Regions from separate parts of the Mus musculus genome. Here region 1 is linked to region 2. A link is a contact called in public HiChIP or PLAC-seq data. All regions are on one chromosome and are shown on one strand. Each heading gives the region's core, a stretch centred on a gene start, on an enhancer-like site or on the middle of the called end of the contact. The rest is flanking DNA. Distances are from core to core; before and after follow the strand shown.

Region 1 (5,777 bases), core at 2,146-4,645, 270 kb after region 2:
TATGAGTATGTTAACAACCATGGAGACACAATGTGTTTACTTTTAGCCAACCTTTTTAAATAGCCTATCCTTTTAGCCTATCTCTGCCTTTGTAACTGCCAAAGGTGGGGGGGGGGGTGCATGACTTTGAAGAAAGATCCTGACTGTAGTCATTGGGTAATAGCAATTGCATTGAAATTAAAAATGTTTTTTTAGAGATTCAGTTATAATCTTCAGAATCAGCAATCACTTTAAACCAACTTTCATACTTTGCATTAAGGTGCACACATGGCTTTTTCAGAATCAGAGAAATTATTCATTAAACTAAGGAAATACACATGTATTGTTTTCTATACATAATCATTTAGTTCACTTAACTTAAACCAAGTATGCTAACACTTTCAATTTAAATTCATATATTTTTTTAAAACCATCTACTGTGAAATTATTATATCCTACTGGCAGAAGTAATTTGCCATGTCTCTACTACCAAGAAATGAATGCATGTTACCAGGGCATCACCAGGAATAAATTCTGTTGCACTAAGAAATACAAGTATTTCTGCTTACTTTTTTATTGAGAAGAGGAATGGTTTTAAAAAGTTATGATTTTATAGTGTTAGCAAATTCTACTTTATCCAAAAATATAAGTATCATCTTAGAGTAATTCGTAGTATCATAAAAGATTTACACTCGACATTTCCATTATGACGATAAAAAAATTCTATGTTGAGAATGAATTCAGATGAAGAGAAAGAGAAACACTTGATGTATTTGGACAGTTCCTCTGAGGTAGGGAATTCCATTCCACTGAGGTAGGGATTCCACTCCACTGAGAGTGCAGACTCTCTTTCAAATACTGAGTTGACCAAATTAAAATCACAAGGCATGTCAGTGAGGGCTTACAGTCAAGGGAGCATGTAAAGTCAAATTTCATCATGACCCTTAACTGTAAATTATCAAAATCTATGGTATATGTTTACTAGAAGTAGAATTATCTATTATTTCCTTATCTTAATGTTTCGTGCAACGATCCCATCAGGATAAATAACAATGCAATGTATACATTAGTCATTCACTGTTAGTTTCTATCATTTTTCTTCCTAGGAATGAATTACGGGCATATTTAAAACATACATAGATAACTTAAATGTTGATTTATCCAGTAAAATAAAATTTTCATCAATGTGATCAACTGACTATTTTTGATGGCAGTCTAGGTTTCTGATCATAAAAAAGGAAAGAAAGATAGAAAACCCACAAGCAAGGCCAGATTAAGTTTGGATAAACTGTAAGGCGTGGCTTATAGGTCAGCTCTTCTGGCTTCAAATAAGAGCCCTGAGTTAAGCATCACACTCCTTTGATCTGTATGACCCTTGACCCCTCCTCCATAGAAAGCAAGAGGAGGAGGCCCTCTGGCTCTGGAGGTTGGGGAAGTCAGAAAGGGAAGAAAAGTTATGTGTCTAATTTCTTTTGAAACAACTGTACAATTTTCTTGTGTCTGTGTGTCTGTGTGTGCGCGCGTGTGTGTGCATGCTTTTTAATTGCTTTGAAAAGCTAACACCCACACCTACAGAGATCCTGTCCTCATGTCTTCCCAGCTAAAGGTCACTGCAGCTTCTTCATCTTTAGGCCTCTCTTGGACTAGCCCCATTTCAGCACCACGGACAGCGACACCCCCAGCAGCCCAGGGCTGCATATACCATTTCCAAGAAACTTGTCTAGACTTCCCCTTTGCTAATCATAATCAGCAAGGTCACCACAGCCCTTGCTGACTACAATACAATGTATTAGCTATTTCTCCGAATTTTAGCTCATAGCATCAAAGATGTGTCACTTGCTATTTCTTCAGAGTATGCAAAAAAAAGCAATTACGTAAGGTGTATGATCACCAGTTTAACATTGAGAATCAATTAATAGATAGCTAACTACGACCTTCTACTCCTATGACACCCAGGCCTATACTACACAGCTGTCTAAGAGAAAACAGGAAGCTTAAAGAGAACAGGCCTTCAGACTTACTAAAGAATGAAAGCTAGCCCATAAAACCCACAAAATGTGTACGTTTGACTGTTTTCCTCCCTACATTAACAGCTACACTTTCTTCTGTTCCTCTGACCAACCAACCTGATTATGTTAGAAGTGGAGAAATGATTCCCTCTGGCTACCTGCGTGTGTTGGTCCCTTCTCTATTTCCCTGAAAGGAATAGTATGCGCCAACTGCGAAGCTCGAAGAAACAGCTCAAGCCCTGACTTTGTTATCTTAGAAGATAGACTTCCCTGATGTACCAAGAGCTCTGAAAAGAAGGGCATCAGGCCACCAGCAACCTACCAGCTGTCCCCAACTCCATCAGAAAGTCAAGTTCTCATAGCCAGATAAACAATGATTAAACTTACAAAACCGGAGCCAGATAAACGAATCAAACATAAAAAAAGCCGCAGCGAAGGGGAAAGGAACCCGCTGTGCCTACCTTGCAGTCCTCAGGACAGGACTTCACCGAGTACTCATCCGACTGTAAGTACTTATGCAGCACGCTTTCAAACTCTTCGTACTTCTCCTGAGCGTGGTGGTCGTAGTCCTGGTAAGCCTCGATGCACTGTCTACACGTGGTCATCTCACCGCCCTCCGTGAGCACCACGTCCAGACTGCAGTTCAAAGTACTGGGGCTGGACAGCCCCGAAAACAACTCCCAAAGTGTGTAGGAATTACAAAATGAAAGGTAAAAATCCGACAAGTTCCACAGCGGAGTTGGCCGAGAGCCCCTGGACGACTGCTCCTCCCCCGCGGCCGCCCCCCGACTCCAGTTCCTGGCGCACACAGCGTCCGCGCTCTCCACGGTGAAGCACTGGCCGGAGGAGGCGCCCTGGGGGTAACAAGTCTCTAGGCGCCACACCGGCTTGGCAGAGTTTCCTAGAAAAAGAGCCCTGCTCCGGTTGTTCTTGCCTCGGTTGCCCTTGCTGCCGCCGCCGCCTCCCGGGGAGGGGGGCAGGGTGGGGGACGAGGAGGCGGAGAGGAGTCTGTGTGCCTGGGCGGCGGGCGAGGACTCCCCCATGCTGGCCAGGAGCGCGGGCCAGGAGGGCTCCTGCTGTCGCTGCCTCTGCTGCTGTCGCTGCCGCTGCTGCTGTCGCTGCTGCTGCTGCTGCTGCTGTTGCTGCTGTTGCTGCTGCTGTTGCTGCTGTTGCTGCTGCTGTTGGTGATGCTCTTTGTCCCGGGTCCGGGTCAGCTTGGCCTCGGCGCAGAACCACAAGTGATCAGAGAGCAGGACTGTGAAAAACAAGAGAGAAGCCAGAGACAGTCGCCATTTCTGAGCCCGCTCTGAATCGATGAACGGTTTCTCGTTCTCCCGGGGTGCTGCCAACCAGATTTTTAAGCCGTCGTCATACTGCCGACACATCCAAGCACCCCTGGTCATATTTTGGGAACGCACAGCCCTGGCCGACTCCACCGTGAGGGCTCCTGTGCCGGTGTCACCACAATATGCATTGACTTAAAGGGTTTAATTTCCGTATCCCCTCCTCCCGTTTCTTCTCTCTCTCTCTCTCTCTCTCTCTCTCTCTCTCTCTCCCTACATAAATATTACCATACTTTGGAGGAAGATCTTGCTTCCGACCTAAGCATCAGCCGACCCCATCCCTTGAAGAGTGGGAGACAATAAGAGAGAGAGAGAGAGAGAGAGAGAGAGAGAGAGAGAGAGAGAGAGAGAGAGAGAGACGCGGAGGCTGGTGCTGTGCTGGCCGGTGGGGAGGCTGAGTGCGGGAGGTGATGGTGGTGGAGGTGGCTGGGTGGCTGGCGCTGCTCCTATCACCCCGGCATTGTCAGCGCGCGGGTCCCCATGGCCCAGCTGAGGACAGCCCGCTCTCCCCTGCCAGGGGCATGCCGCGTCTCTGCTGCCCACTGACGGCGACCGGAGCGCCTCCCCTCCTCCTCTCCTCCTCCTCTTCTCCTCCTCTTCCTCCTCCTTCCTCTCCGTCGCTGGCTTCTCCTCCGCCTCCCGCGCCTACTTCGCGCTGGCTCTCCCCGCGCCCCGAGCTTGGGCGGCCGCCGGCGGGGCTGTCCCTCCCCCCCACCCCCCACCCCGCGCTCCGACTGTCGCCGCGGCCGCTGCAGGTCTGCCCGCGGGCGCCGCCGGGGGCCGAGTCGCCTGCTCTGGGCCTCCCGAGGCCACAGTCATCTTCAGTCCCCGGGCTAAGTTGCCGCCATCTTCGTCCTGGAGGCACACTTTTTTGGGGGGAGCGCTGGATTTTGCGTCATCTCCTCCCGCCCCGAGGTCTCTCCATCCTGGTGCAGTGACAGCAGCTTGGCCCGGGGCGGAGGACGAAGACGCGCCCCGGCAGCTTGAAGACCCGCTGTCCACCGCCCCCTCCGGGTCCTGTACACCCAGGCTTTTGCCCAGGGGTTGCGATCCCTCCCCACTTTTTATTTCAGAGTCAAGACGTGGGCCGAGTGGCCAAGGCTGCTGACCTGGGTCTTCAGCTTCTCCTTAGGACCCCGCTGTCTAGGGGACAAGTCCCAGACACCAGAGGGCAGCTAAGAGGTCCCTGTTGGGGACTAGGGACTGGGTATCATTTCCCTCGCTAGACAATCTTCTGCAAGAGGAGGCTGATTAGAGGAGGGGCGAGGTGACTTTGCAGGCTCAGTCTGAACGCTTTTTGAGTCTCTAGAGAGCTCCACTGCGTTTGGGTTTTGTCCTAAATCGGTTTTATGGGTCAGAAAGGATGCGGGGTGTGTGCATCTGTGTGTCTGCCTACACGGTGCTGTTTAACCGACACTGTGTGTGTGCTGCAGCTGTGACCACACTGTACTCCATGTCTGACCACGCTTTCTCCTCCAAAGTAAGCGGCAACAAAAGGTCTCCCCGCTCCAGGGAAGCACCAGCACTGCAGTACACCTCACCAGCATTGAGTGGGGGCCCTAATCTTGGAGGATTCCTGCAGAGGACCCCTAAGACCCTGAGGCATCTGCTCACTGTGCCTGCTGCCCAGCCCCGCTGGGTGGGCTCCTCTGCGCTGGAACTTCCGCAGCGCCCTCCAAGCTGGCACTACAGTCCAAGGCTCTGGTGCCCCTTAGTGTTGGCTCTAGGAGTTCCAGGAAGGAAAAGACAGACACATACTGGGAAAACCTGGGGTCCCCTGATTTCCAACCGACAAGGTGGGGATGCCAGGAGCAAACACCAGTCTCCTGGGGTCTGGGCAGCTCTTGCAAACCGCCCAGGTCCCTACCTGAGCCCAGAGCACCAGACCAGAGGATGCCAGGTGCTCTCTCTGGCCTCCAGGCACTCTTAACAGCCACCATGTCACTCTCTTCCCCTGTATCCCCAAGCCAATGCACATTCGAAAGAGCTTACCAGATGCCCTGAATCCTAAACAAGTACCCTAAGAAACCAAAAGGAGGGATCAAAAGGATTTGTTTTCCTACCAGAGTAGCTGTGGGTGCTGGGAACACAGAAGGATTGGAGAATTTCAAACGGGAAGTTGAGATCATTCCTTTCACTATAGTAATTTTGCATATTTAAATTAGATCCTGTGTATGCATACATGTGAAACTCTCCGTAATGGCCACTAGGAATGGAGTTCAGTTTGACAACTGGTATATGTAGAAATGCCAGGTGAGGGTTTAATGTGTCATGTAAGTACATTCTAGTACTTTGGGTTTCATTTTCTTGAATTTTTGATTTATGTCGGGTTTTTTTCTCCAACCCTAATTTCAATAAAATATTGTTTGTTAGCCAGCCCATCAGGAAGCTCTCTGTACTTAGGCGTGGTGCCCCACAGCTACAGAGTCTCATTACAGTGTAAGTA
Region 2 (6,078 bases), core at 273-2,772:
TATGTATGAATATATGTATGTGTACAGCTGTGTACATGTATGCATGTACACAATTTTGTGCATGTACATATGAATATGTGTATTGTATATATGTGCATGTATGTATGTATGCAAAATGTGCATAGATACATGCATGCATATGTGTGTATATGTTCATGTATATATGGTTGTGTATATGTGTGTTGGAGTGTATATGTGTGTATGTATATGTACATGTTTATATGTGTTGAGGATATTTTATGACGCTCTTTGTTCTGTAAAACTACAAAAAACTCAGGAAACTGCTTCCACATTGGAACATGGAATTTACAGCAACCGCTGCCTGTGCTCCCAGACCATGGTCACTCAAAAAATGCATCCAAAATAACCTTTTATTTCCTTTCAGTGAGAGCTGTGGGTTTTGTTTTCAATTTTTCCTTATTGCATCACCTGTGTGTGCATGTATCTGTGTGTACATGTATGATGTGCATGCATGTATCTGTGTAGGTGTGTATGACTATGTACATAAGATAATTACCCTGTAGAGCACAGAACAGTTGAAAGAACATAATTCCTTGATTTCTGCACATGCTCTTTAACCTGATATTTTTAGTACTACTAGCTACTACTAATAGATATTATTCAAGCAACAATTCACCCATTTTTAAATATTTTATATTGGTTACTATTTAGGTCATCACATATACTCTGGGTTTTGAATTCCCTCATCAGTATTTTTACATCCTGATCATTTGGTCCTTAATATTCTTTTACGTTTTTCTGCCTTAAGAGTAAGGTGCAACTGAGTCTGTGAGTCCAGCTCTCTCCTCTAGCTGAAGTACTGCATCAGAATTTGCTGAGTGTCCTAACAACTACTGTATACTGCAGTGGTGTGAATCTGAAATGTCATCATGCCACCACTACTGCTCAGGTTTCGAACGCTTGTTCTCTATTTGGAAGGTTCTGGGATATTTAGGGATAACACGCTAAATGAGTTTAAGGATCAGCCATGAGGATCAGATTTTAAAGGGTCAGAGTTTAAGTTACAAAGGAAGCTGAGCTCTTGTCCCAAAGTGACCCAGCCTGATGGGAAAGTGACAGTTTCCTGGAAACTTCAACTGCTGGTTGAATTCAGAAGCCTCCAGGGGATTAAAGAGAAAAATCACCATTTAAAGATCTGTAAACTTAGGGGAGCCAGAGGACGCTGATCCAGTTGGACAAACACAGAAGTGCAGGCACACCTTAAGAGGAGAAGCTTGACAAGAAATGAAGCTCAACTGGACATTCCTGATTCACCCCCTTGTATTCTGATGGCCTCCCAAGTGGTCCCAGTGGGCATGAATATTGGTGTCATGGTGGTGCTGGTGTTCTGTGCACTCATCTGAATGTCAAATGAAGACAATGCTGAAGTTAAGGTCATGTGAGAGCATATGAAGTATCCCTAGGAAGCCCAGTGCCCTTGACCTCTGGTCCTCTTTGCTGAACCTCTTTGATGATCCTGCGTAAACAGCCCTGTGAAGTTCCAAGGGAATCGAAAGCAAACACTGTCATTCTGGACGCTGGCAGCAGGGCCAGCTGGCATGTAATTTTGTTACAAAGCTATTTCCTGCTACAGGAGGGTTTGAAATAACGTTTACTTGTATAATTCTAATTCTATTTAGTTTATCCATCCGGGGCTAAATAAAAAGCACAGATTAATCGAGCATGAATATGTCAGGCAGAAAACCATTTTAGGACATGAAAGAACTCAAAATTGTTTACAAATACTTTATAGTCTTATAAAAAAAAATTTCTCCCCAAGAGATGTCCATTCACTATCTGCCCCATAGTTGATCATTAGAGCAATAACTTCCAAACTATTGGGGGTTAAGAGCACATGTCAGCATAGTTGAGATCAAAGGTTACAGATAGCTTATAAAGATGAATCTGTAGAAAGAATAGAGGTGTCCAAAACAAAGAGTACCGTGAAATGAGACATCCTATATCCCTGTATCTACAGGTTTCTCCCTCAAGCTTAAATATATCACTAACCAGTTGTAAGGCCTTTTTAGCTCTAAAATCCAATGACTCTAAATTCAGTTTTGCTTGGTCTAGGTCTTAGAAATGCATGCTGCTACATACAGGGGAATATGTTCATGTATGTGCGAGGAGACAGTTGACTCAGCTAAAATAGTTGGATATGTTTAATCTAAGGAACTAGGTAAATATCACCCATGAAGTCTCTGCCAGGAAACTTGACCTGGGCAAAGAACTTATATCTATCCCTCCTGCAGGGAGGGTCTCTGAGAGTCTGAGACTCCATCACTCATTAGGAGGGAAGTTGGTGTTTCCTTCCTATGCTGACAGTTCATGAAACTCAAGGCTATAGTATTTTGCGTAGACCTTAAAAACATTTCCACAGAAGCTTTTACAATGATTTTACTGGAAACTTTTATCAGCCTCTTCCAGGAAAACATTTGGACCTTGGAAACTTCTACTTGAAATAAAACCAAATTTTTCTCAGTCATTCCAGGGCACAGATTAATGAATATGTCAAGCAGAAAACCATTTTACAATTAAAAAATTTTACAAATATTTTATATTCTTATAAGGAAAACTTCTCCAACATCTCTCCACTCACTGTTTGGCTCATATTTGATCTATCTATCCATCCATCCATTCACCATCTGTCTAGTTACTCATCTATCTATATCTATCTATCTATCTATCTATCTATCTATCTATCTATCTATCTATCTATCTGTTATTTATCTATCATCTTCCTATCATGTATCATCTATCTTATATGTCAATCACTATATATAGATAAATAGATAGATATAGATATAGGCATGTATGTATGTATTTATGTATGTATGTATGTATGTAGGAATAATTCTGTCTTTCCAGATGACGAATGTAAAACACTCACGGTATGGCTTGCTTTTTGCCCTGGAATAGCAAGAGTGCTCAATGAGAAGGGTTTGCTTTAGGAGAACTACTGACAGAAGAAGGCGCATTCCCCGACAACATAAAGCCTATAATGTGTTCTTTCTCACCCAGTGTCAAAAGTTGTTATAATCGCACTCAGCCACAGTGGCAGGGAGGATTTCCAAACAAGCATTTCAAAAACAAACTTATAATTTTATAGGCAAAGCAGGCTTAGAGGAAAACTTGAGGAGAGCATTCGGTTAGGAATGTGTACACTCCCAGCATCCCACTGCGTGCTGAAGGCTTCACAGTAGCAAATATGAATGTCAATAGCCACAATAACAGACACTGGATGGAGCAGTCTATCCCTCAGAAGGATCTCTGTGCTTTGATAACCATCATGGGAGACATTTCAGCAAAGTCACAGCTATACAGCGTTTGCAGAGGGCAGAGGAAGCATTGGGGCTCTGGAAAGAGGCTCCAGGAAGAGAGTGAATGCATCGCATGACAGAGAGCTGTGGTGATGAGACGGAGCAGGCGAGACCATACAGCACCCACCCCAAGAAGGCACTCATTAACCTCACCAAAGCTCAGTACCCATGCTGGCAACTGAATTAAGTTTCTGAAGCACGCGCACACACGTGCATACACTCACACACACACACACACACACACACACACACAATCTGCATATGTGTATTTATATGTAACGTGCATTAGTCTGTGTCAAGGTATGTGCATATGTTTGCATTTGCATGTATATGTGGAGGACAGAGGAGGGCACTGGATCCCCTGGAGCTGGGAGTGACCGACAATTATGAACCTCTCAAGATGGGTTCTGGGAACCACACTCTGGTCCTGGCGTCTGTCTTATATAGTAAGAAAGCCCATTAGCATTGAGTTTTCTCCCCACCCTCACTGTTCCCAGTGTCTATGTCACCATTATAAAAATGTAGAAGCTATGTAAACCGAGGGGTGAGGCCTTGGGAGGTATTCCTAGCTCTCATGGATGAAGATCTCAGAGGTAGGGCAGGCAGAGCTAAGGATAGCTGTCCTGTGGCCCTGCTGCACTTGTGAAGTCCTCATATTTACATAAATATTAAAGAGACTTGGGTTATAAGTTGGCAACAAGTTTCATTTTATATCTTCTTAAATTTTTCCCTTTTTCTGACTATAAGATCTTTGTTCAGAGCTCCAGTTCCAGTTGATCCAATGACTCTGATCTCCATGGGCTCATGCATATGGTGCACAGACATACATGTAGGCACGCACAAATATACATAAAATTAAATATATAAGTATTTTATTTTGTTGGCAAGACATATGAATGAAAATATTAAAGAAATATGGAGCATAGGAAATAAAAAATATTTCAGTAGTTTAATATATAGTCTACATTGTTAAATTATTTGTAAATACTCTATCATTATTAAAAATACAAAAATGAGCTACTACACAGTATATGTACATATAGTGTATATAGTAATAGATTCTCCATGCATATATATGTTCTGCCATTCTTATCGAAATATATTAGATATATTCTCATTTATGACAAAATTTAAATGAAAGGACATACAGCATCATAATCAATATTAATATAAAAGTTCCCTTTTAATATTTATACATATTATATAGATTTAATATATACTAAGCTAATTAAGTAGATGTGAAATTAATGCACAAGGTAGACTTAATTATCTACTAAACAAATCTTTCTAGCTCTTTACCAAATTTATCTTTGGTAACTTTTGTTGTCACTGTGGTTTGAAACAGGGTCTTACTATGGACTGGTGTACAACTCGCTTTGCAGACCAGGCTAGCCTCCGGCCTAGAGACCTGTCTTCCTCTGCCTCTTTGATGCTAGGATTAAAAGCCATCACTCCTAGTTCTTTGCTAAGTCTTTATTTTGAAACAGTTACAGATATACAGAAGTTTGTAGAGAATGATGCAGCTAAACTGGGTGCATGACACGTCATATAAGGAAGAGAAATATCACATGTGTGTCAAGGTTATGATTACACACTCTTCTCTGTATGTAGCTGCAGTCCTGTGAGACCGTCTACAAGATCTTAGTGCACATGTAGATTTGTGGGACCAGAAACAAAATAACAATTCCTAGAGAAACAGCTCCGTCAATTATTGCTAGAGCCAGGGCTATTCCAACCTCTAACCAAACACCTGTCAATCAGACACTGGTACGATCCCCACCTCTCTGGCTGAGTTGGGTCTGGAGTGTGACGTAAGTGGAAATTTGTACTCGTCTTCCTTCAGAATGTTTTTCCCTTCTGTAATTTCCTTGACGGTCACCTAAATCATTGTTAGATCAGTCATCGCTTCTTATTACTTAAGAAAAGTTGTCCATATTAGGAACGAACCACATAATACTTAAATATTTACACAATCACAGAACATTTAAGTCGCTTCTACTTTGGGGGCATTTGTGTATGCATTTCCAAAAGATTGAACTACTGTCTTTTGGACTGTTTTGTAAGAATTTGGGGGAGAATTTTCACGTTAGAAATGAAGACATAAACTTAACGCTCTTAAACGGGTTTGTGTACTTACACCTTACAGCAATCCAAAACTTGCCTGCGTAATAGAAAACCTTTGGTTGGTATGAAAATACCTTCACAATCATCAGTGAAAGTAACGAGAATGAGCACTGTGGGCATATAGCATCTATATGTAGTCTTTGTTCCTCCAGTCACTGATATCGTGCTTCTGAAAACCGCGACAGTATCTTGAATTACTGGGGTGAGAGAAATGTATTTCGTCATAACAACTATTTTGCTTTCATAATTATGCTCAAATGATGAGCCACGGAAGGCAGAAGATTGATGCTGGCTGCTTCAAAAACCCAGTGCTAGAATAGAAAGCGTGAAATGTAATTCATTCTGACCCCGCAGAAGCAACTAACTACTTTGTATCAGTGACCTAAAGAATTGCGTCTAGGTAAGGGCGGCTCACTAAGATCTAAAGAGCTTTGGGTTAGTCAACATGCAGAGGCTTGGAGCCGTGGGGCAGGCCCCAGGGAGCTGTGAGGTGTACCTTTTTATTCACTTATTTTTAATAAACTACTAGTAGGAAGATCTTTGAGTTCCTTCCCTTGTTCAATAAATAATAGAGGCTGAGGTAGAGGGGTGAAGACCCTGCCTTCATCAGTCCAAGAATAAATATGGGCCTTCC

What was found. HiChIP or PLAC-seq counts read pairs in DNA pulled down with a chosen protein or histone mark.
Region 1: a contact with region 2 is called in an H3K27ac HiChIP or PLAC-seq map of VIP interneurons, with 4 times the contacts expected there. The contact joins the promoter of Fam155a here to the enhancer-like site in region 2. A contact is called at or near these places in 3 of 39 promoter capture datasets (embryonic stem cells, hippocampal neurons and stem cell-derived epiblast-like cells), 1 of 484 Hi-C or Micro-C datasets (the AtT-20 cell line), 6 of 115 datasets of contacts at active chromatin or transcription factors (VIP interneurons, embryonic forebrain, embryonic hindbrain and 3 more) and 1 of 9 other capture datasets (pancreatic islet).

Annotation. Positions count from the first base shown.
Region 1 is chr8:9,767,628-9,773,404 of GRCm38.p6, forward strand. It overlaps Fam155a (family with sequence similarity 155, member A), which reads right to left and starts at 3,396. Exons shown (of 3, transcript NM_173446.2): 1 at 2,450-3,396. The coding sequence starts at 3,391.
Region 2 is chr8:9,499,454-9,505,531 of GRCm38.p6, forward strand. The region is part of intron 1 of Fam155a (family with sequence similarity 155, member A); the gene reads right to left. Among named protein-coding and RNA genes, the nearest start is that of Fam155a, 270 kb to the right of the region's middle. Within about 2 kb of position 1,523, at least 5 of the 459 cell types and tissues checked have an H3K27ac peak or open chromatin away from gene starts, as enhancers often do. A contact at or near this core is called in the AtT-20 cell line, VIP interneurons and pancreatic islet, where this site is marked.